Regions from separate parts of the Sus scrofa genome. Here all the other regions are linked to region 3. The links are chromatin contacts, called in public HiChIP or PLAC-seq maps. All regions are on one chromosome and are shown on one strand. The core of a region is the stretch at or near the end of the contact, and the rest is flanking DNA. Distances in the headings are between cores, read along the strand shown. Region 1 overlaps TTC7B (tetratricopeptide repeat protein 7B). Region 2 overlaps TTC7B (tetratricopeptide repeat protein 7B). Region 3 holds the start of CALM1 (calmodulin 1). Region 4 overlaps TTC7B (tetratricopeptide repeat protein 7B).

Evidence for each region. HiChIP or PLAC-seq counts read pairs in DNA pulled down with a chosen protein or histone mark.
Region 1: a contact with region 3 is called in an H3K27ac HiChIP or PLAC-seq map of skeletal muscle, with 3 times the contacts expected there. The contact joins the enhancer-like site here to the promoter of CALM1 in region 3. A contact is called at or near these places in 1 of 5 promoter capture datasets (fetal skeletal muscle), 6 of 47 Hi-C or Micro-C datasets (brain, embryonic fibroblasts, fetal skeletal muscle and 2 more) and 2 of 2 datasets of contacts at active chromatin or transcription factors (alveolar macrophages and skeletal muscle).
Region 2: a contact with region 3 is called in an H3K27ac HiChIP or PLAC-seq map of skeletal muscle. The contact joins the enhancer-like site here to the promoter of CALM1 in region 3. A contact is called at or near these places in 1 of 5 promoter capture datasets (liver), 6 of 47 Hi-C or Micro-C datasets (embryonic fibroblasts, liver, omental adipose tissue and 1 more) and 2 of 2 datasets of contacts at active chromatin or transcription factors (alveolar macrophages and skeletal muscle).
Region 4: an H3K27ac HiChIP or PLAC-seq map of skeletal muscle shows a contact between it and region 3. The contact joins the enhancer-like site here to the promoter of CALM1 in region 3. A contact is called at or near these places in 1 of 5 promoter capture datasets (skeletal muscle), 10 of 47 Hi-C or Micro-C datasets (alveolar macrophages, brain, embryonic fibroblasts and 7 more) and 2 of 2 datasets of contacts at active chromatin or transcription factors (alveolar macrophages and skeletal muscle).

What each region holds. Positions count from the first base shown.
Region 1 is chr7:112,307,765-112,312,553 of Sscrofa11.1, forward strand. All of the region lies in intron 18 of TTC7B (tetratricopeptide repeat protein 7B), which reads right to left. Among named protein-coding and RNA genes, the nearest start is that of CALM1, 150 kb to the left of the region's middle. Within about 2 kb of position 2,972, at least 1 of the 83 cell types and tissues checked has an H3K27ac peak or open chromatin away from gene starts, as enhancers often do. A contact at or near this core is called in skeletal muscle, where this site is marked.
Region 2 is chr7:112,392,233-112,396,934 of Sscrofa11.1, forward strand. It overlaps TTC7B (tetratricopeptide repeat protein 7B), which reads right to left. Exons shown (of 20, transcript XM_021099609.1): 9 at 2,331-2,468. Among named protein-coding and RNA genes, the nearest start is that of TTC7B, 120 kb to the right of the region's middle. Within about 2 kb of position 2,464, at least 8 of the 83 cell types and tissues checked have an H3K27ac peak or open chromatin away from gene starts, as enhancers often do. A contact at or near this core is called in liver, omental adipose tissue and skeletal muscle, where this site is marked.
Region 3 is chr7:112,159,414-112,164,249 of Sscrofa11.1, forward strand. CALM1 (calmodulin 1) reads left to right here and starts at 1,410. Exons shown (of 6, transcript NM_001244210.1): 1 at 1,410-1,604; 2 at 4,366-4,396. The coding sequence starts at 1,602.
Region 4 is chr7:112,366,789-112,371,694 of Sscrofa11.1, forward strand. It overlaps TTC7B (tetratricopeptide repeat protein 7B), which reads right to left. Exons shown (of 20, transcript XM_021099609.1): 13 at 3,999-4,056. Among named protein-coding and RNA genes, the nearest start is that of TTC7B, 150 kb to the right of the region's middle. Within about 2 kb of position 2,938, at least 20 of the 83 cell types and tissues checked have an H3K27ac peak or open chromatin away from gene starts, as enhancers often do. A contact at or near this core is called in alveolar macrophages, fetal skeletal muscle, retroperitoneal adipose tissue and 1 more, where this site is marked.

The DNA.
Region 1 (4,789 bases), core at 1,722-4,221, 150 kb after region 3:
TCTGCTGGGGGGACTCAGGAAGAGAAGGGAGGCAGTAATTTTGCTTACATGCAGGGATCCCACCCTGAGCACCTCCAGGCCAAACCCCAGGCTGGAGCCCATGGTCCCCGGATGACACAGCCTAGGTCCTGTCCTCACAGAGTGCCCAGCCAAACGCCTCCATCAGGGTCTGGGCTGCATAATCAGCATTACTCTCTGAGTTTGCGATGGCTGTGTCAGCTGTCCAGAGTGATCCCTTCTCCAGGGGCTCAGTGGGATGGCGAGACTACCTCCTCAGACTTTATCCCTGGGCCAGCTGCTTTCCTGCCTCTTGGCCCTTCCCCCAAGACCCTGCCTCCCTGGCTGACCTTGACTCATCATTCAAAGAGGAAACAGAAGCCAGCAGAGCAGACCTGGAGCCTCTGGAGGCACCAACCTGCAAGCCCATCACTGTCTCCTGGCCGGTCTTCTCTACCCCTCCTGCTGCACCTGAGAGCTGACACCTCAGGTCTGTGCCCTGGACCCCACCACTCTCTCACCCTCTGGAGGGATTCCTGCCTTCACGGACCCCCCTCTTCTTCCGGATGATGAGGGTCCCTGTGTGCTGTCAACATGCTTCTGTGCCAGCCATCTGAACCCCTCTTGACCCCACATCCCTCTCCGGCTGCCTCACCCCCTGGGCACCCCCATTCTGCTCCCCAGGGGCCCTTTCGGGAGGATTGTGTACCCCCTGCCTCCAAGGCCTCACCTGTACCCACTCTGCAGCCCACACCAGTGTGGCTCTGTTCCCACCCAAACCTGTCTTCTCAGGTCACCAACAACTCCCAGACGCCAAGTGCAAGCAGTGCTTTTGTCTCCACCTTATTCAACCTCCCAGCAGCACTTGCTACCTGCCAGAGCCACCTTAAAGATCTCTATCTTACCTATCATCTAGCCATCCATCTACGTATCATCTATCTATCCATCCATCCATCTACGTATCATCTATCTACCCATCCATCCATCTACATATGTATCATCTATCTATCCATCCATCTACGTATCATCTATCTACCCATCCATCTACGTATGTATCATCTATCTATCCATCCATCCATCTACGTATCATCTATCTATCCATCCATCCATCTACGTATCATCTATCTACCCATCCATCCATCTACGTATGTATCATCTATCTATCCATCCATCTACGTATCATCTATCTACCCATCCATTTACGTATGTATCATCTATCCATCCATCTACATATGTATCATCTATCCATCCATCCATCTACGTATCATCTATCTACCCATCCATCTACATATGTATCATCTATCTATCCATCCATCTACATATGTATCATCTATTTATCCATCCATCTACGTATCATCTATCTACCCATCCATCTACATATGTATCATCTATCTATCCATCCATCTACGTATGTATCATCTATCTATCCATCCATCTACGTATCATCTATCTATCCATCCATCTACGTATGTATCATCTATCTACCCATCCATCTACGTATGTATCATCTATCCATCCATCTACATATCATCTATCTATCCATCCATCTATCCATCCATCTATCCATCCATGTATCATCTATCCATCCATGTATCATTTATCTATCTATCAATCTATGTATCTATCTATCTATCTATCCATCCATCTATCTTTTTAGGGCCGCACTGCAGCATATGGAGGTTCCCAGGCTAGGGGTCAGATTGGAGCTGCAGCTGCTGGCTTATGCCACAGCCACAGCCACGCCAGATCCAAGTCACATCTGTGACCTACACCACAGCTCACGGCAACGCTGGATCCTTAACCCATGGAGTGAGGCCAAGGATGGAACCCGCATCCTCATGGATCCTAGTCGAGATCATTACCGCTGAGCCAGGACTGGAACTCCGAAGACCTTTCTTTTAATAGACAGTAGATGCTACCTGCTTAACCCTCTCTGAGCATTGTCCTGTGGGACTGTCACAACTGTCACTGTTTTGCAGAGAAGAAGACTAGGGCTCGAGGGAGTAGGTACCACTGCTAGACCATGTAGGACCAGGACCTCCACGGGTCCGAGTCCTCGATCATCGCACCGGGCAGGCTCCTTTGTAAACCCCCTTGGCCCTGGTTTCCTCCTGCCTTGCTGCCCACTTCCTTCCTGATCCTTTGGCTTTTCCTCTCCTCCCTAAATTTTAAATGTTGGGGGCTCAGGTTTGGGTCCTGGCCCTTTCTCTCCTCCGTCAATAGTCTCTTCCTAGGCCTTCTCATCACAGCCCTGGGCTTTAACTCCTACTCCCAACTTATGTTTCGAGCCGAAATCTCAAGTGTAGACTTGAATATCCAGCCACCGACCTGACACCTTCACTTGCATGTCCCCAGGCACCCGACACACTCAAATTAAAAAAAAAAAGGGCTCAAATAGGGTTCGAACAGGACTCTGGTTTCTCTTGCTCCCTGAGCCCTGCCCATCCATTTCCCCCGCCCCATGGCAGAACGTGGAATCATCAGTCACCCGCCGACTCCAGCCCCAACACAGGGCTCCTTTGCCTTCACCCCCACGTCTAATCTATCAGCAGGTCCCATCAGTTCTACCTGGAAAATGCATCTCAGGTTTCCCTTCTCTCCAGCCTCTTGATGCCACTTCAGACCAGCTGTTCCCCTTGGTCACGCAGACCCGTGGTCCTGACCCACCCTTTCCACTGTGCTGCCTCCCACTCCGCGCCCCACACTCAGCGGGTGGGATCTTAGAAACCTCCCTCTGGGCCTTTCACCCCCTGCTGGACATCCTTCCACAGCTTTTCAGTGTGTTTAGGAAGAGATCTTGACCTGGTCACCAGGGCTGGCTCTTCCCACCTCACCTTGGCCATGCAAGTCTTCCTATTTTGGCTTCAGGCCCTGTGGCCTCTAACGCTCAGAGCTCACGCGGTCTGCAGGCCTGCCCGCAGGCGTCCTGCACCTGCCAGTGCTCAGGTCTCGGCTGGCCTCGGCTGGGGAAGATCTCTATTCCCAGTGCTGGCAGAGCCCGCACTACCCCCCCAGCCAGGGCACTCGGCTCTTGGCGCGGGGGGAATCAAGTGCTTCTGCAATTGTTCCGTTTCTCATCTCAAACTCCATGAAGGCTGAGCCTGTGTCTGTCTTCTGACCAGGGCACTCCAGAGCCTCGCCCCGAAGGCAGCACAAACGCCGATGTGCACAGATTCTGTGCGCATGGGGCTCAGTGCCTGCCCTGGGCAGGGGCTGGGGTTCTGGGGCCACACTGACTGGGTTTGAATTCTCGCTTCTCCACTGATTAACCATGTAACCCCAGGTGACTTGAGAGCTATTGTCTTAGTCTCTTTGTTGGTAAAATGGGGGTGATGAAGAGTATTTCGGCCTTGGGTGCCTATTACAAGGATGAACCAAGTTAAAACAAAGAAAGTCCTTGGAATAACGTCTGACACATGCACAGTGCCTGGTAAACGTTAGCTTCCTGCACACTGTAGACAGGAATCCAAACCCCTGGGGCCGTAGAAGGGGCAGATCTGGCGGGACTGACCCATGGAGATTGGCACTGCGTCAGGGCGGGCCTGCCCCCTGGGTACTGCGTGTTCCCTCCCGCAGGCACTCCCTGTGCAGTGACCCTCACGCCACCTGTCCAGGAGCTGTCTTCATCTCGTCATGGTGGCCATGCTACAGGATTACGCTTCAACCCAGCTTCCCAGGGGCTGGGAGAAGCCTGGTGGCGGGGGGAGGTGAACTGGCCGGGTCGAGCCAGGGCCAAGGAATGCATGTGTGGATCACAGCTTTACATTCCCAGCAGAAATCAGAAAATCTGATCTTGCACATCTAAGAATAGCCGCTGGTTTCAACTGTGAGAGGTGCCAAAGTGAAAGCTATAATTATTAGTAAGTAACAAGCAGAAATTATCCACCTACTGCAAAGTCATTTTTAGCTGCCATCCCAAAGTGGAGATTGAAGGATGGGCACTAAGAAGCCACTTGGCCTGGGGAAGACTCTGGTTCCAGTCTGACTGACTGGGAAGTGTGACTCTGCAGTGGCCAGCGATAAGGTGCGCATGCTCAAGAAGGGGGTAGATGTTTCCTAGGGAGCTTGGTGTCAAGTGCAACAAACATAAGATGCTTGGCTTCAACTCTCCCGACCCCTGCCCCAATGAGATGGAAGAGGTGCTGGCTTCGGTCTAGTCCGATTTCCCTTCTGCCAAATGGAGTAAAACAACTCTTCCGACTTTCTTTATAAGACGGTGCTTATACAAATGGCACTGGGAGATACATGGAACTTTTAGGAAAAGAGACCACAAAAGTGTGTAGTTGCTGTCTAAATATCAGGGGATGCCCAGCTGCTATGAAGAGAGGACTGATAAATGTAAAAATAAAAATTGCTTGGCAAAAAAAAAAAAATAGAATAACAATAAATAACCACAACAACCCCCCACAACACAAACAAAATTAAAATGGGGGCAAATAGTTCTAGCACATATGACACAAGGCAAATTTCTTGACACGTGATAAATGCTTACAAATCAAAGAAAAGCCCAATATCTAAGCAGATACATGGGCAGAGGCCATGAGCAGAGACCTGAAATACCGTTTCTACCTATCAGATTGGTGAAGATCTAGAAGTTGATGATTCACTGCGTTATAAAGGATGTGAGAAATCGGGAATTCACATCTCGTTGACCAGAATGCAAAGTGGCACGATTCGGTGGAAGGCAATGTGACATTTCTTAAAATGAAAGTGTCTCCACTCTTTGGTCCATCACTTCCAGTTTTAGGAGTCTACTTACAGATGCAGAACCATCTATAGAGGCTACTTATTG
Region 2 (4,702 bases), core at 1,214-3,713, 230 kb after region 3:
GTGCACTTTTTCCTTCCTCCCACACAGCCCTAGATCTGAGACAATTTGGCCACCAAATGTTTGCTCCATCGGCAAAACTAAGGAGAAGCAGCAAGAAAGGCTAAGGCCAAGGATTCAAATCCTTCATTAGCAGATGCAGACCCTGCAGAGCTAGTGGAGCCCCCTAGCGTCAGCCACCCCAGACGGTGACCACCTGCTGCCTGGCTGCCTCCCCCTGAACTGGGAGCCTCCCATGGGCAGGGACCGAGCCTGGCTCACGGCTGCATCCCTGCCTTCTCACAGCCCCTGCTACAGAACCTGGGACTGCAGACCTACGTGTTAAAAAAATGAATGTCACCCATTTCATATATTTTTGACCCATTGATTCGTTTTTTGGGGGGAGGGCCGCGCCTGTGTCATTTGGAAGTTCCCAGGCTCGGGGCTGAATCAGAGCTGCATCTGCTGGCCTACACCACAGCCACAGCCATGCAGGATCTGAGTTGCGTCTGCGAGCTACACCACAGCTCATGGCAACACCAGATCCTTAACCCAGTGAGCAAGGCAAGGGATTGAACCTGCATCCTCATGGATATAGCTAGGTTCCTTTCTGCTGAGGCACAATGGGAACTCCATTGATTCATATATTTAATAAATAAAATACAGATATGGCACAAAATTCAGAAGGCTCCCAGGTTTATACAGTGATAAACTGCCCTTTCTCCCACATTCTACCCCAGCACCTCCAAGGCAACCCCCGGCACTGTTCCCACCACTGACAAAGTGATAAGTGCAGTGAAATTCTGAAATGCAAAGCCTGCAGCAACCAACCCGACTGCCCAGTGACGCTGGTGTCAGGTCGTCAGCACGAGATGAAGCTACATGTGATGTCAAGGTGAAAGTCATCTGGCCGAAAACAAGGTTCTAGGATTCCGTGATGGGCGGAGGCGCCTGCCAGGGAGCCGCCAGCTTGCAGGGGAATGCCGCTAGGATGACAGCCGTCCCCCTAGAGTCTCCCCCGGCATGACCGGAAGCCTGTGGGCAGCCTGTCCACCACGTCAGCCACCCCAGGCTCCTCACACCTGTTTTGGACACAGGCAAGTTTCAGGCCAGGGGCAGGTTCTATCCATACGCGATGGGAAGAAAGTACACATGCAAACCGTACTTAGCCTTGGACTCTCAGAGCTGTTAAGTGGTTTGTCTGGGAGGGAAAGTTTACTTAAAAGAACCCAACTGTGGGCTGGGTGGTACTTTCCCTACAGATGGGCTCCTGGACAGGAACTAAGCCTGCAGGGAGCAGAGGATCCCAGGACATCAAAGCCGCTGGGGCGGGGAAGCATCGGGGGCCAATCCCCAGCCTGGGAGAGTCCCAGGGGGGCGCGGCATGTGTGACCCGAACATCTGGACTTGTTGTTTTATCCAGCCAGATTGTGAGGGGATTTTTTGGAAGACTGAGTAACCACTGCCCTGTAGAGTCACCAAACCAAAGACTAAAAAAAGATCCATGCCACTCAGGCTCATCTGTTCTCCCAGGCTCCTGCCTAATGTGGCGACACACCGGCAGGCAACAGGGTGAGCCGGGCGCTTATCTGATTTCAGCCAATCTGTTACTGTATTTCATTCCCTGTCCTCATGCCCAGAGGCTGTTGCAATGTGTGTAAATTTAGAAAAAGAAAGATAAATAACACGGAAAAGTTCATTTTGACAAAAAGGACTTGTTTTTCTTTCCTTCCCTCTTTTTACTCCACTAAGGAAAAGATAAAATGATCTTGTTACTGGTTTAGCCTCTACCAGGGTGGCTTTGGTATTCTGGGCAGCAACTCAATACTGCACGACCACAGCCTTCTGAAACTGTAAAACAGTCAGGCTTTCTTAGTAGCTGAGGGAAGGAGATGGCAGGGCCTGGCTGGGGTCTCTTCTGAGCAAGCAAGACTACGGGAAGATGGTACTAGCTCATCCAGTATTCACGGCACCTGACGTCGCCACTGCACCAGGAGTTACGCATTGCTCCTTTCAATAAAATGAGGTCTGTTTGACAAGGAAATAAGTATCACAGATGGAAGATTTGCATTATGGTGGAGATCACACGGCTTGAGAAATGCTTGCCTTCTCTCACACAGACTCACCCCCAGAGGGTTCACGGACCATTGGTAGGACGTGACCATTGGTGAATTCCACCACCTCATCATTGAGCCCAATTCCCATTCTGCAGAGAAGGAAACTAAAGCTGAATGACGGCTCAAGGCTGCGGGTGACAGGGGTTGAGGGCAAGGCCAGGTCCCCCATCTCTTTCCAGCGTTTACACCACCACCACCACCCACTGCCTGGAAGTCGATCCGACTCAAGGGCTGTACCTCTGACAGCATCTCATACTGGCCTCTTCTTCCAAGAGCAATGGTCAGTAAATCATAGACCACAGATGCACTCTGTAAACTGATGAGGCGATCGCTCTTGTGCTCAGGTATCCGGCTCAGCACAGCGTCCCGGTTGGCCTGAAAACAACACGGAAGAGAGAAGCAGATGGTGAGCCGGCCTGTGCACACAGCTACCACTTTGTGTAGGGAAGCCACCTGGGCCCTCTTGCCCCTGAGGGCCCGCCCGAGGGTCTGGAGCCACGGGCATGAATGAGTAAGGGGTTGTTTGCTCCAAGTCCCCAGAGCACCACAGCACATGGTACCTGGCGTTATCCAGACACGGCCAGCCTGGAGGGTACTTGTCCCTGGTGGCAGGCTAAGAGCTGATGCAAAGCAGCGCGGTTTCTCTTGGGCTCAGGTTTACAGTCAGTCATGCTGCAGACACAGCCGCGCTCTGGGGCAGCAAAATCGTCCATCAAGGAGGCCCTGCTGCCTCTCATGTGTACATCCCGCCTCTGCTCTATATTAAAGAGCAGGACAGCGTCCCCAGGCCCACACTTCCCGTCAATGAATGGTCCCATCAAGTTCCATCAGTGCTACCTCCATATACCTTACTTCTGTCTCGCCAGAGCCACATTCAAATCCCTGTGTGATGGCTTCGCTGGAACAGACTACAAAGTCTGACTCAGTCTCGTTTACGGAAGCACAACACAGAGGTGTAAGAGAAAGCAAGAAGCAGATTTTTGTTTTAAAAGATGTTCCCACAAAGGACTCTAGAGAACACCAAGGCAGGCCTATTTCACCTCCCCGCCCCCCACTGCTTAGCGCAGAGATAACACAGGACTACTATCTTGTCTACCTAGAGTAGAGACCACCTGCTCTTCATAGCAATAAGTTTTCTTTCTTTTTTTTTTTTTTTTTTTTTTTTTTGCTTTTTAAGGCCATACCTGCAGCATATGGAAGTCCCCCCCCGCCCCAGGCTAGGGGTGGAATAGGAGTTGCACCTGCTGGCCTACACCACAGCCACAGCAACACAAGATCCGAGCCATGTCTGTGACCTACACCCCAGCTCATGGCAACACTGGATCCTTAACCCACTGAGCGAGGCCAGGGATTGAATCCGAGTCCTCATGGATACTAGTTTGGTTCATTACCACTGAACCACGATGGGAACTCCCTCTTTTCATGACTTTTGAAATTTCTCTACCGACTTCTCCAGACATAGCATATGTACTAGACTCTAGCCGTAGCTCATTCTCCTTCTCTCCCCAGTAGGGAGCTCAATATTCAAAAAGATGGATTTTGCTTGTCTTCTTTCCCCTGCTAATTAACAGAAGTCTCCAGACCTCTGGGCCTTAGAGGCCCAGAAAGGGCCCCTCGGGTTTCTCCATGAAAGTGGCGCATGAGGTACCCGGGTCACTGGTCCAGACAGGCTGATGTTCACTTTCCCATGTGACAGTCGGAAAGGCCACACACACACCTTCTCCCTCGCTAATGAGGCGCAAGCTTTCTTTGGTGTGTGAGTCCAAGGCATTGACTTGCAGCCTCCCATCAGTACTTACTCATTTTAAAACTCCTTCCTCTTAAATGTCAAAGACAAATAAGAATATATAAGACAGGCGACTTCCTGCAAAGTGAGTCATCTCTTAGGGAAACGAGCTTGCTTTTGAAGATTTCATTCTTGGTTTTCTTGTTAGGAGGGCCTTTTGAGCCAACAAAAGAAGCTCTGAGGGAAATAACGCCTGCTACAAGTGGTCTCATTTATTTAGCTGCGCTAAATGTTTCACATTGAGACCAATGCCCGGGAGAGAAGGGAACAAAACCAAACCCTACTTAAGAGAGATTTTCAAATTATGCCAAATGCATTCTTTTCTTCTTTTTCTTTTTTCATTTCCTTCTCTTAGGAGAAAATCTATCCCTGTCTTTTGATGAAAAAGGTACAATATAGAACCTCAAACAGGTCCACAAATAATAAGTACCCCAGAAGACTGTCTCAGTGGTAGCCGTGCAAACACAGTTCCGAGAACCCCTTTCTCCTGGGGGATCTCATTTGATCCGAGGTGAGTACACCATTCAAATCCAAATGAGTGCTTGTCGGCGGCGGAGAGACTACCCACCAATGTGTGCTTCTGAGTTAAAATCGGAACCAATGAAGAATACAGTTTTCTCAGATACCCCCCAAAAAAACCCACGGCAATTCTCAATTTGGATTGAAATGGAGCACATCTATTTTCTGTCCAAAAACTGAAAAAAAAAAAAAAAAAAATCAAGGAGTCAAGGGAGATGAAAAAAGGCTTCCAAGAGCAACTTAACTTAGACTTCCGCCTACGTCACTGAGGAATGATTTACCGGGAGAACTTAACCACTTTGGT
Region 3 (4,836 bases), core at 160-2,659:
CAAGAGTCCTGGGGCATCTGCAATGTGCCTGAACATTTTCCATTATTTTAAAACATCTTTCTGCAGGTTTTGTCAAAGCCAGGAACAAATATAACCAAGCCAAGCCCTTCCTAGTGGTGGAGCTTCTCAATCCCAAACTTTGCCACATCCTCTGAAAGATTAAGCAAATGATAACTTGCAACGGTTGCCCAGGCCCTGTAAACAAAAGATCAAATTCTGTGCTCTGCCTTGGCAAGAAAAGAAACTGCAGCATTTTGTCAAATTTTTTACAAAGTTCAGGGTCTCAGATTTATAACTGATATTGTCCTTTTTCTAGTTTACAGAAAATTTAAAGCATTAGTATACTTAAAGACTAAAATACTTGAAAAGGAATATAATTAAGATTGTACGTTAGAATATTGTCTAGCTCCATAGTGGAGTCAATTAGCTGTGTGTTCCAGCTGTGGTCTAGGGGATTCCAAATACCAATTTTTTTCTATCTTTATTTCTATGGATTTATGAACAAAGATCGGATCTCTCTCAGGACCAGGAAAATTACCCCCCCAAATTCAAAGCATGGGTTTTAAAGTCTATAGAAGATGCACAAGAACATTCATTTCAGTAAGACTGGAGTCAGGATGAATAGTACTTTCCATAGGAAAAAAACAGTAGGGGAGGAAGATTATTCAGGCACACGAAAACAAAAAACACCCCCCCCAAACTCAGTGGAAACGTAAAAACATTAAAATGACTGGCTAAGCATATGAGCACGACATAGATTTAGCAATTGACTATACATTAGTCTGACATTACTTCAAAGTATGAGGAAAACCGCTTATCCCTTCCAGACCCCTCTCCTCAAGGTGTGCGGTCAATGCCTGTGTCCCTAGCTCCCCGCGGCCGCCCCCTACCCTAACTCTAGGACCGTCCGCAGCTCCCCAGCAGAGGCAGCCAGCGGAAGACCCCGGGGCAAGGGGCCAGGGGAACCCCAATGCCCCAGCGGAGCCGTAGGAGATATGAGGTTGGGGTCCCACAGGAGTGGTGGGGCTGGGGTGAGGGGCGGTTGGCTTCTGAAGCCCAGGGCCGCCCCAAGTGGAGGCTATGCAGATGTTCTGGCCTCGCCCCGCCTTGGTAGGCATCTGCGGGGACTCTGCCCAGCACCGGTCCTGCGACCACCACGCCTCTCTCGTAACCCTCCGCTTCCAGGTCGCGGGTCCCAGCCGCGAGCCCCAACCCCGCAGTAGCCGGCGCGCAGGGAGCGGCGGGAGGCCGCGGGAGGCCTGGCGCGCCAGGGGGCGGGGCCAAGCAGGCAAGGTCCGGCCCTCACAGCGCAGCTCTGAGCCAGGCGTCCGAGGCCGCGGCGGAGGGATACCGAACGCCCTATATATACCGCGAGGCACAGACTCGCTCTTCGGCAGCGGTGGTGACAGCCTCGCGGACGCGGCGCCGTTACTCGTAGTTGGGCGGCGGCGCAGGCGGCGGCGGCGGCGCAGGCGGCATAGCGCTCAGCGCACACCTAGCAGCAGCAGTAGCGGCGGTAGCGGAGGCACCCCTGCGGTCACAGCCCCTGCGCTGGTGCAGCCACCTTCGCGCTCTCTGCTCTTCCTCCCTTCGTTCACACCATGGTAGGTCGGGAGTGGCAAACACCGGCGTAGCGGCTGCCAGCCCATCATTTCTTCCCCGATTTTTAGTTCAGTCTGTTTTTTCTTTTTTTGGTGTTTTTTTTTTTTTTTCTTTTTCTTTTCCGGGTGTTACGCAGCAGCTGCGGTTTAGGATGCATTCGAATTTGCATCTTGGTTTCCTCGACCGGGGATCTTCATTTAAATTTTGATCTCTCTTTGGAGCTGGACTTGGCCGTGGGCTGTCCCTGGGCAGGGGCTCTAGCCCCGGCTGCTCCGGAGCCTTCTGCATCCACCCCCTCCCCCAGCCCCGCATCTGTGCATCCAGCGCGCCGCACCCGAGGCTGCCCGCAGCGTTCTGCCTGGGTCGGGGCCCCGGGGGGCGGGGGAGCCGGGCGGGGCCCGGCACTAGACCCAGGCACTGAGGCGGCCGGTCGGGCGGGCTGCGGAGAATGAATGGGTCGGAGCGAGCCGGTGGCGCACGCTGCTCCAGCCCGGGCGTGGGGAGCGCCGTCAGCCTTGCCCCCCCCACCCCCATCGCGGTCCCTTCCCGGCGCCCTCTCCCCGCGCGCTTTCCTCCTCCCTCCCGGGGGGCGCGGCGCGGGCGTGGGTTGGGAAGGAAGGAGTCGGGGAAGGGTGGGGTGGGGGCAGGAAGGCGCGGGGTGGGGGGCGGAGAGGGCGGAAGCGGCGGGCCTGCCGCCCTGCACCCGGGCGGGGCCCTGCCTTGTGGCCGGGTCTCGTGTCTCCCTGTTTCGCACTCCTGCAGCCCCCCACCCAGTGCGGCAGTAAAGATGTGCGTGGGCCTCGGTACACCAGGAGGTCCCTTCCCGCGGGAGGCGCTCGGCTCGCGCTAATTGGGGCGGGTGGGGGGCGGCGGGGGAGGAAGAAGCTGGCGCGCGTCTCGGTTTCCAGTAGAGACGCAAAGTTTCTGCTCCGGGAGGAGGTGGCGGCGCGGCGGCTTCGCCGCCTGGGGGAGCAGAAGGGGGTGGGAGGCGCGGGGCAGACTTGGCCCCCACCCGCCGCGCAGCCCGGGAGTTGGGGTGGAGGTAGGGGTCTCCCTGGCCTGGGAGGGGCGGCGCCCCTCCCACCCCGCGGGCCGCCTGGACCCCTTGAACCCGCCAGTATCGGGGGCTGTGCTTCCCTGCCTGGCCCCTCGCCCGGCGTTCCCCCACCCCGCCGCGCTTCCCAGTCTGAGGGGAGATGCCGTCCACGTTTCCGCTTTTTCTGCGGCCTCTAGATTGCCAGATGCGCCTGTACGCCTTGCTGGGTGTGTTTTCCACAGCCCCCTTCCTCCCTGGGCCAGCAGGGCTGACATCACCCGCAGTGTTTTCTGGTTTGGCGGGGTGAGGAGAGGCTCCGGGGCAGGTTCAGGCGTACCTTTGCCCCCAAGTCAACGCCATTTGATGATGAGGGTGTATTTCTTTGTTGAGGAAGACGGATGTTCTCGGTAACCACGCTGATAGGAGAATTTTGCGGCGAGATGAGACTGTCTCCCCGGTGAAGTGACAGCTCCTCTTGCGAGGTGTGGCAGCGCTTCCTGTTGTACAAGACAGACATTGCCCTGGCATTACATAAATCATCATGTCTCCTTCATGAGTATAAAGAAAACCAACTTGCTGTGATTGGGATAGAAAAGAAGGAAGATTCAGTTCTAATTTGAAAAAATGAATGCCCCCCCATCGATATATTGGAACATCATTCCTATTGTGAAAGTTTTTATTTAGGAATTAGGATAAAGTTAATGCTGTCAGCTTTCTCTTCGGACTTGTTTTGGAACTGGCTTCATTAGGCATCCTTCATTAAAATTAAAATACGTATTAGCTCTCTTTGAGATCTGGAATTCCCCTGGCTGGAGGCACATGTTCAGTGTGTCAGAGACCAAATAATACAAGTGAGAATTACCTTCGTGGCCATTACCACCTCTAGTAAAGTATGTTTACTGTAAGCAGCTTTTATGTCGTCTAAGTGGGTAGAGTAAATATCTTCTAGCAAAGTTAAAAGTTCTTTTCTAGAAAAGAGAGGGTATGGACTCCTTAAATATAGTTTTCTTTGTACTTCATTTTTGCAGTTTTGTAACAGCTTGGTTGTAGGACCATTCTGTTTTTCCCTGGCTTCTGAATCTTGGGATAATTTGAGGCTTTTAAACAAATAACTGCCTAGTTTAAACGAATGGAGAGCATTTGTTACATGGAAATGAAGTTGGTAGGGTAACCCATTGCTAATGTATTTATTTTTTCCACCTAATTGTATCCCATAAGTAGATATAAAAGCCTGTTAATCCAAACCAGTGCCATTATGTAACGCCAATTTGGAGATTTGGAGCGCCCGCAGCAATGCGCAAGGTGCACTAAAAGCCTGCCCCTGGACCTGATCCTGGCTGCAGCGGCTGGGTCCCTTCTTGAATGGAAGAAGGGACTGCGGTGGCCCTGGCGCAGTAGGTGGCGCTCTTCTTTCTCAGAGGTGCCCCTGCAGCTGATGCAATGGGCCTTTTGCCACTAGAGGTGCCATTTTTCAAATTATTTACTGACCCTTCGTAGTTAGACCTCAGAGCACACAGCCGTCCAGTCCATAGGTCCAGAAAAGAAAACCTGAAATGAGATGCTGTCACTTCCTGTCATCCTTTGTTTTTAAAATAGCATAAAGGGTTCTCTTGTTTTTATTGAATGACAGTGCTAAAGTTTTCAGGGTTTTTTTGAATGATCACTATTAAAAGTGTAATTGGAAAAACTGTGTTGATCTCAAAGTCTCCTTTTCTTTTTCTGTGTAGGCTGATCAGCTGACCGAAGAACAGATTGCTGGTAAGTTGTTGACTTAAGGGGGTTTCAATAGCCCAGAACTAGGTAGACTTAGTTTTGGTGACTCCTGTGTCCCCTCCCCCCTAGAGTCTGAGCAGTTTTCTAAGAATTTATTTAAATGAAAACAATAAGAGAATTTAGGTCAAGTGTTAGTCCTTGTCAGTATTTTGTAGATAATGTGAAAGGAGCTGGAACTAAGAATATTTCAGTATTTGACTGTGCTTCGTGGTGTGCTAGGCTTTGTGTATGTGATGAGATTGCATTGAGCATGCTATTCAAACATGTAGTTTAGAATTCTTATGCCCCAGTTTCTTTTCAGTAATTCACCATGAGAGCTTCTACTTGCTATTCTAAGTGGGAATGGGTGAAAATGAGTGTTAGGACCACTATAATAATTGGGAAGGGAATGACGTTAGTTTAGATTTTGGCAATTAATATTCCCA
Region 4 (4,906 bases), core at 1,688-4,187, 210 kb after region 3:
CCTCAAAAAGAATTTCACAGAGCTATAATTTTCTCGGCACAATTTAGATTTCTTTCTTCTTTTTTTTTTAATAAGTGACGTTCAATCAAATCGTAGCTATCTCTGCCGAACCCCAACCAAGTAAAAAGCTGGCATGGTCTGCTGAACTCAGGGTGTGGATAAGAATAGCTCTGACCAAAGGCCCTACCTTAACTTCTTCAAATGATTTTAACTGTGAGCCACAGCACTGAGAAACAAATAGAAGGGCTAGAAATCCTGGCATTACGGGCGTGCCTTAGGACAACATCTGGAGAAGTGTCAACTTGGCCAATAATGAATATTATTACCACAGAGGCCCAAGTGAACACACACATTTTAAAAAAATCTTATTTCAATAATTTGGCTAATAAGTTGAACGGGCCACTTTAGCCTCTGAAGGAAAAAAGGAAACACAGAGCCGCTCGAGAAAACCGGAAAAAGTGCAAGGTGGTCACCTCCGGTAGGCGGAAGAACTTGCTGCAGCTGTGCAGGACAACTTCAGCCATGAGCCCTCCTGCGACCAAACCATGTCTGCACGCCCACAGCAAACTCGCTCGACAGAAATCACCAAGCAATGCAGGTGAGAGGAAGGACATTAGCAATCTGGGAACGTGCAAGCCTGCTGGACTCTGCACCTGGATTTAGAGCAGCCCCATAAATCCCATTCCCAGGCTGTGAGCACCTGGTGAGGCTGGAAAGAGAAACCCAGAGACCTAAACAGGTCACCACAGGGATGCTTGCAAAGGGCTCCCCTTGTCAAAGCACCTTCATATCCATTCATTCCACTTGTCTTCCATAGGGAAAGAAAGAACTGTTAGGCTACTGGACCACTGAGGCCATCCATCCATCCATCCATCCACCCATCCACCCATCCACTCATCTGTCCACCCACCTAACCACTCATCCATCCATTCATCCACATCATGCAGCACCTACTGTGATGCCAGGCCCTGTGCCAGCCTTTAGGGAGCCTGGAGATGAATCATACAGGTACCTTTCCTTGAGCAGCTTCCCACAATGCTATGGAGAGGGGAGACCCAAAGTGATCATTACAGCGCAGTGGGGGCAGTACCCTGAGAGAGGCATGCCAGGCTGCTGTTGGAGAGCATGGGACAGGCCTCCCAGACCACTTGGCAAAAACTTAGAATGCCTTAAGGTCCACTTCATCCTTTTCCTAGACTCCAACATCCTCTAGAGATGAAGAAAGTACGGAGAAAGCTGATCAGTTTTGAACCTGGCCCACAAGACATGAATATTGTAACACTAACAACCACAATTCATGAAGCAGCTTCTAGTAAGCATCTTGTTCGAGAACATCCAGCAAAAGAGGTGAAGCCAGAAGTGAAAATCTGAGGCCTGGTCTCTCCACCATATCCCTCTGCTGCCTTATTTAATTAATTTTCCTTGACGTCATCCTCAGTCCTGTTTACAGTGGACGTGGGATTCGAGCAAACCTGCTGAAAACTATTACTCAGGAACTTCCCATTAGTTACACATAGGATGACCCACTGTCCTGGTTTGCCCAGTGTTTTTCTGGGTTTTGCCTTGAAAGTCCCATATTCTGGGAAATTGCTCAGTTCCCAACACACTGGGATGGCCGGTCACTGCAGACCCAAAAAACGCAACCACATTCAAACTTGAACTTGAGCTGGGAGTGGGAGAGGAAAATAACTAAGAGTGTAAGATTGTGTCCCCTCTACCACACTGAGCAACAAACCCCAGTGACACTATGCCACCTCTCCTTCATGGAGCAGCCAGATTCCTGCATTTTGGGGGCAAGTCACCGAGACATGCTCGCCTGTTTCCAGCCTTGCTTTTCTCTGTAGGGTGTCAGAGACCCCAGGAGCCACCACTCAGATCAAGCCAGAATCTTAGAAAGCTTTGCACACAATACTATGTTTTTCTTCTCTATACTTCTGTACAGGACAAACCAATGGGCTCAGCCTCTTGGGCTGAGCTTATGAGTGTAGAACAGCCAAGAGTCTCATTATTAAGATGCAATCATACAACTGGAATGTCTTCAAAAATCACCTTTCTGAATCCAGGAGAGAGCAAACCTTTCCGAATTCTGACTCCAGTCATAATTAAGAGTTAAGTTTCACACGCTACATCTGCAGTTCCACCCCTATGTGAGTTACACTGTTTTCTTTTTAAACAAAAATTGCCAAACAAGAGTATTAACAGAATTGTGAGAAGATTTAAAATACGTAGGAAAAAAAAAAAGTATGTCTGGTCCAAGTGAGTTTTACATATCCATTTACATTTAAGAAGCAATAGAAATCATTCCTGTTCACTTAAAATCTTTCCCTGACAGATTTTTTTGTGAGGTCTACAGGGCACAGGGTAGTTCTAGCTAAAGTGTACTTGAAACAAATGTTTTTATTCCTTTGAAAAATATACTTCATTTTGTATAAATAATAATTTAGTGAGCCTTCCCCAATATAATCACATAGGTCAGTAGGATTTCATTACCCTTTATTCCACACGAACTAATATTTTTTAAAAATCCCTTTGAATGAAAAACAAAGCAAAAGAGAAACGAAAAGAAATTCAGGCCAATGGAACAGCTGTTATGTAAGGGGAAGTTATGCATTCTGCGGCTCAAGGCAGACCACCACTCTGGCTGTTTTTAGAGAGCCAGTAAGATGTGCTGATTTAAGAAAAGTGAAACAGATGTAATGACCACTTTCTTAGGCATCCGTGTGTGGGTTTTACAAACTAGGACTGGAAAATTTAAAACTCCAAATCATTTGAAATGGAAATGCTTTCCACACTCCGTGATGGAGAGCATCAACAAAAACTGAGCACAGAGAAAGGAGATCTGTTTGCAGATGTCAGTTGGTACTTTCTGTCACTAACCAGTCTGGGACTGGCAACGTGACGGAGCCATCGGCAAGCCTGCTGGGAAGTGAAAGAAAAAGAGACGAAAGTGGCTCAGGCTAACCGAAACCAAACGATCGTGGTTTCGTGAGAAAAGGCCCACAGACGCTGTGACAAATCTGCAGGCAGCCCTCATTCTGAGATAGAAATCTAACAGTGGCTACTAGGTCCTGAGGGGACCTCGTGACATTTTTGGATCAGTAACTAAGTTTCTAGTATGATTCCAAGAATTCAATGTAACTCAGACGTATTTAGGGTGACAGGATCAATACCAATCCGAGACTGGACATTGCAGGGCTGTGCTTTCAGGCAATGATTCGTGTTGGTGACCGCTTATGCCTGCGATGAGCATAAAGGGAGGGCAGGGTCGGGGGGGGCAGGTACCAGAAAGGCTGGGCAGAGTCAGGAGACCTTGACTCCATCCCGACCTCAATCGCCACATGACTGACTCTTCATCCCTGCGTCTCAGCCCCACACCTGCAGCGAACACACGACTCGTTCCGTCCACCTTATGGTGTGGGGTGTGGAGAGCACTGTGACACTCAGGCATCCTCTAATTATAAGGCCATTTCCTAATTTCATAAAAGGTGCAGTGACAGAGAGGAGTCTAAGGTATTAATGAGGCAGGGTGGGGACAGAGAGCAGGCTTGGACTTGCTGGCCAGACTATCTGTCTTACATACTATTTCGGAGACTGTCCTAAAATCTGGCCTTTTCATTTCTTAATATAAACATCTGCAGTTTGACATGTTAAAAAAAAAAAAAGCTAGCAAAGAATGATCCTTTTTCCAGATGATGAAAAATGTTTGTGATAAAAGGGAATCGTCTCCCTAGACATAAAAGACTATCTGTCTTCGAGCTGCGATCGCTGTATTAGGGATGAATAAAATGTGCCTGGATGAATAAACAGATTCAGAGAGCAGATTTACATGGCAACAAGTGATGCAGCAAGTTTTACATGGTATGCTCAGTGCTCAAGAGGAAAGGCTCCCAGGGGTAAAACACTGTTTACATAATCTTTATAAATATCTCTTCTTTTTATACTTCTCATACTTTGGTGTCATTATGTACAGCCGAGTGAAAAGATGAACTCCCACTCACCTCTGAAATGCAAGAAGCGCCTTTCTCTGTAGGACCTCCTGCATCCCTCGCAAAGAAGCTAAGAAAAGGGTTCAATTAGTCAGTGGCATGGGAGATCAGGGAGTTTTTGACAAATACACAACTCACCCCCAAAACTGTACATCCAACTGGATTACAAGCAACAAATTCTGGGTGCCTGTGTGCCCAGTCCTGTCCCAGGAGCTGTAAAGGATGGGAAACGAAGGCCAGGGTGGCCAGAGGCCCTTGCACCTGTTGGGCATAACTGTGGAACCAGGCCAAGGGAAGCGTGTGAGTTGGCTGGTACCCCCAGGAATAGGGGCCCATCTTCCAAAGACCAGCTGAGAACCTCAGAGGGGAAAACATTCTCAAGTGTAGGCATGTAATTCATGGGTAAAGAATGGCTCTGCCAGAATGGAATAGAACAGATTCCAGCACCAATGGTGTGGATTAGACGGCCTTCAGAGTTCCTTCTGGCACTGAGAACCAACGACACCAGCCTGATGCCATGAAAGGCCACTTTGATTGGCAGTGGAAATGGCCAAGACCTCTAAAACCTTGATGTGAACACAAGGGACAGACCAGGCAAACCCGGCACTGATACTGGAAAATCAGCTCAACACGCCCCCTGTCTGCAGCACATGAGAAATGGCAGCTGAGAGTCTTGGAGGGACTAAAAACGTCCTTTTTACTGGGACCACAGAAAACGTCCTAGAGGGACCTGTTGATGGCTGCAATGGAGATGACCCTTACTGACCCAGTCCAATAGAGCAGAGCCCATCCTGACGTCACGCTGAGGATGTGGCAGGCTGCCCAGAGAGCTGATGGAGCTGTGAGCCACGGCTGACTTAGAGCCATGGTGCGTGAGCCAGAGGGACCCGGGGAGGTGACCCAAGTGAACCATGAATACA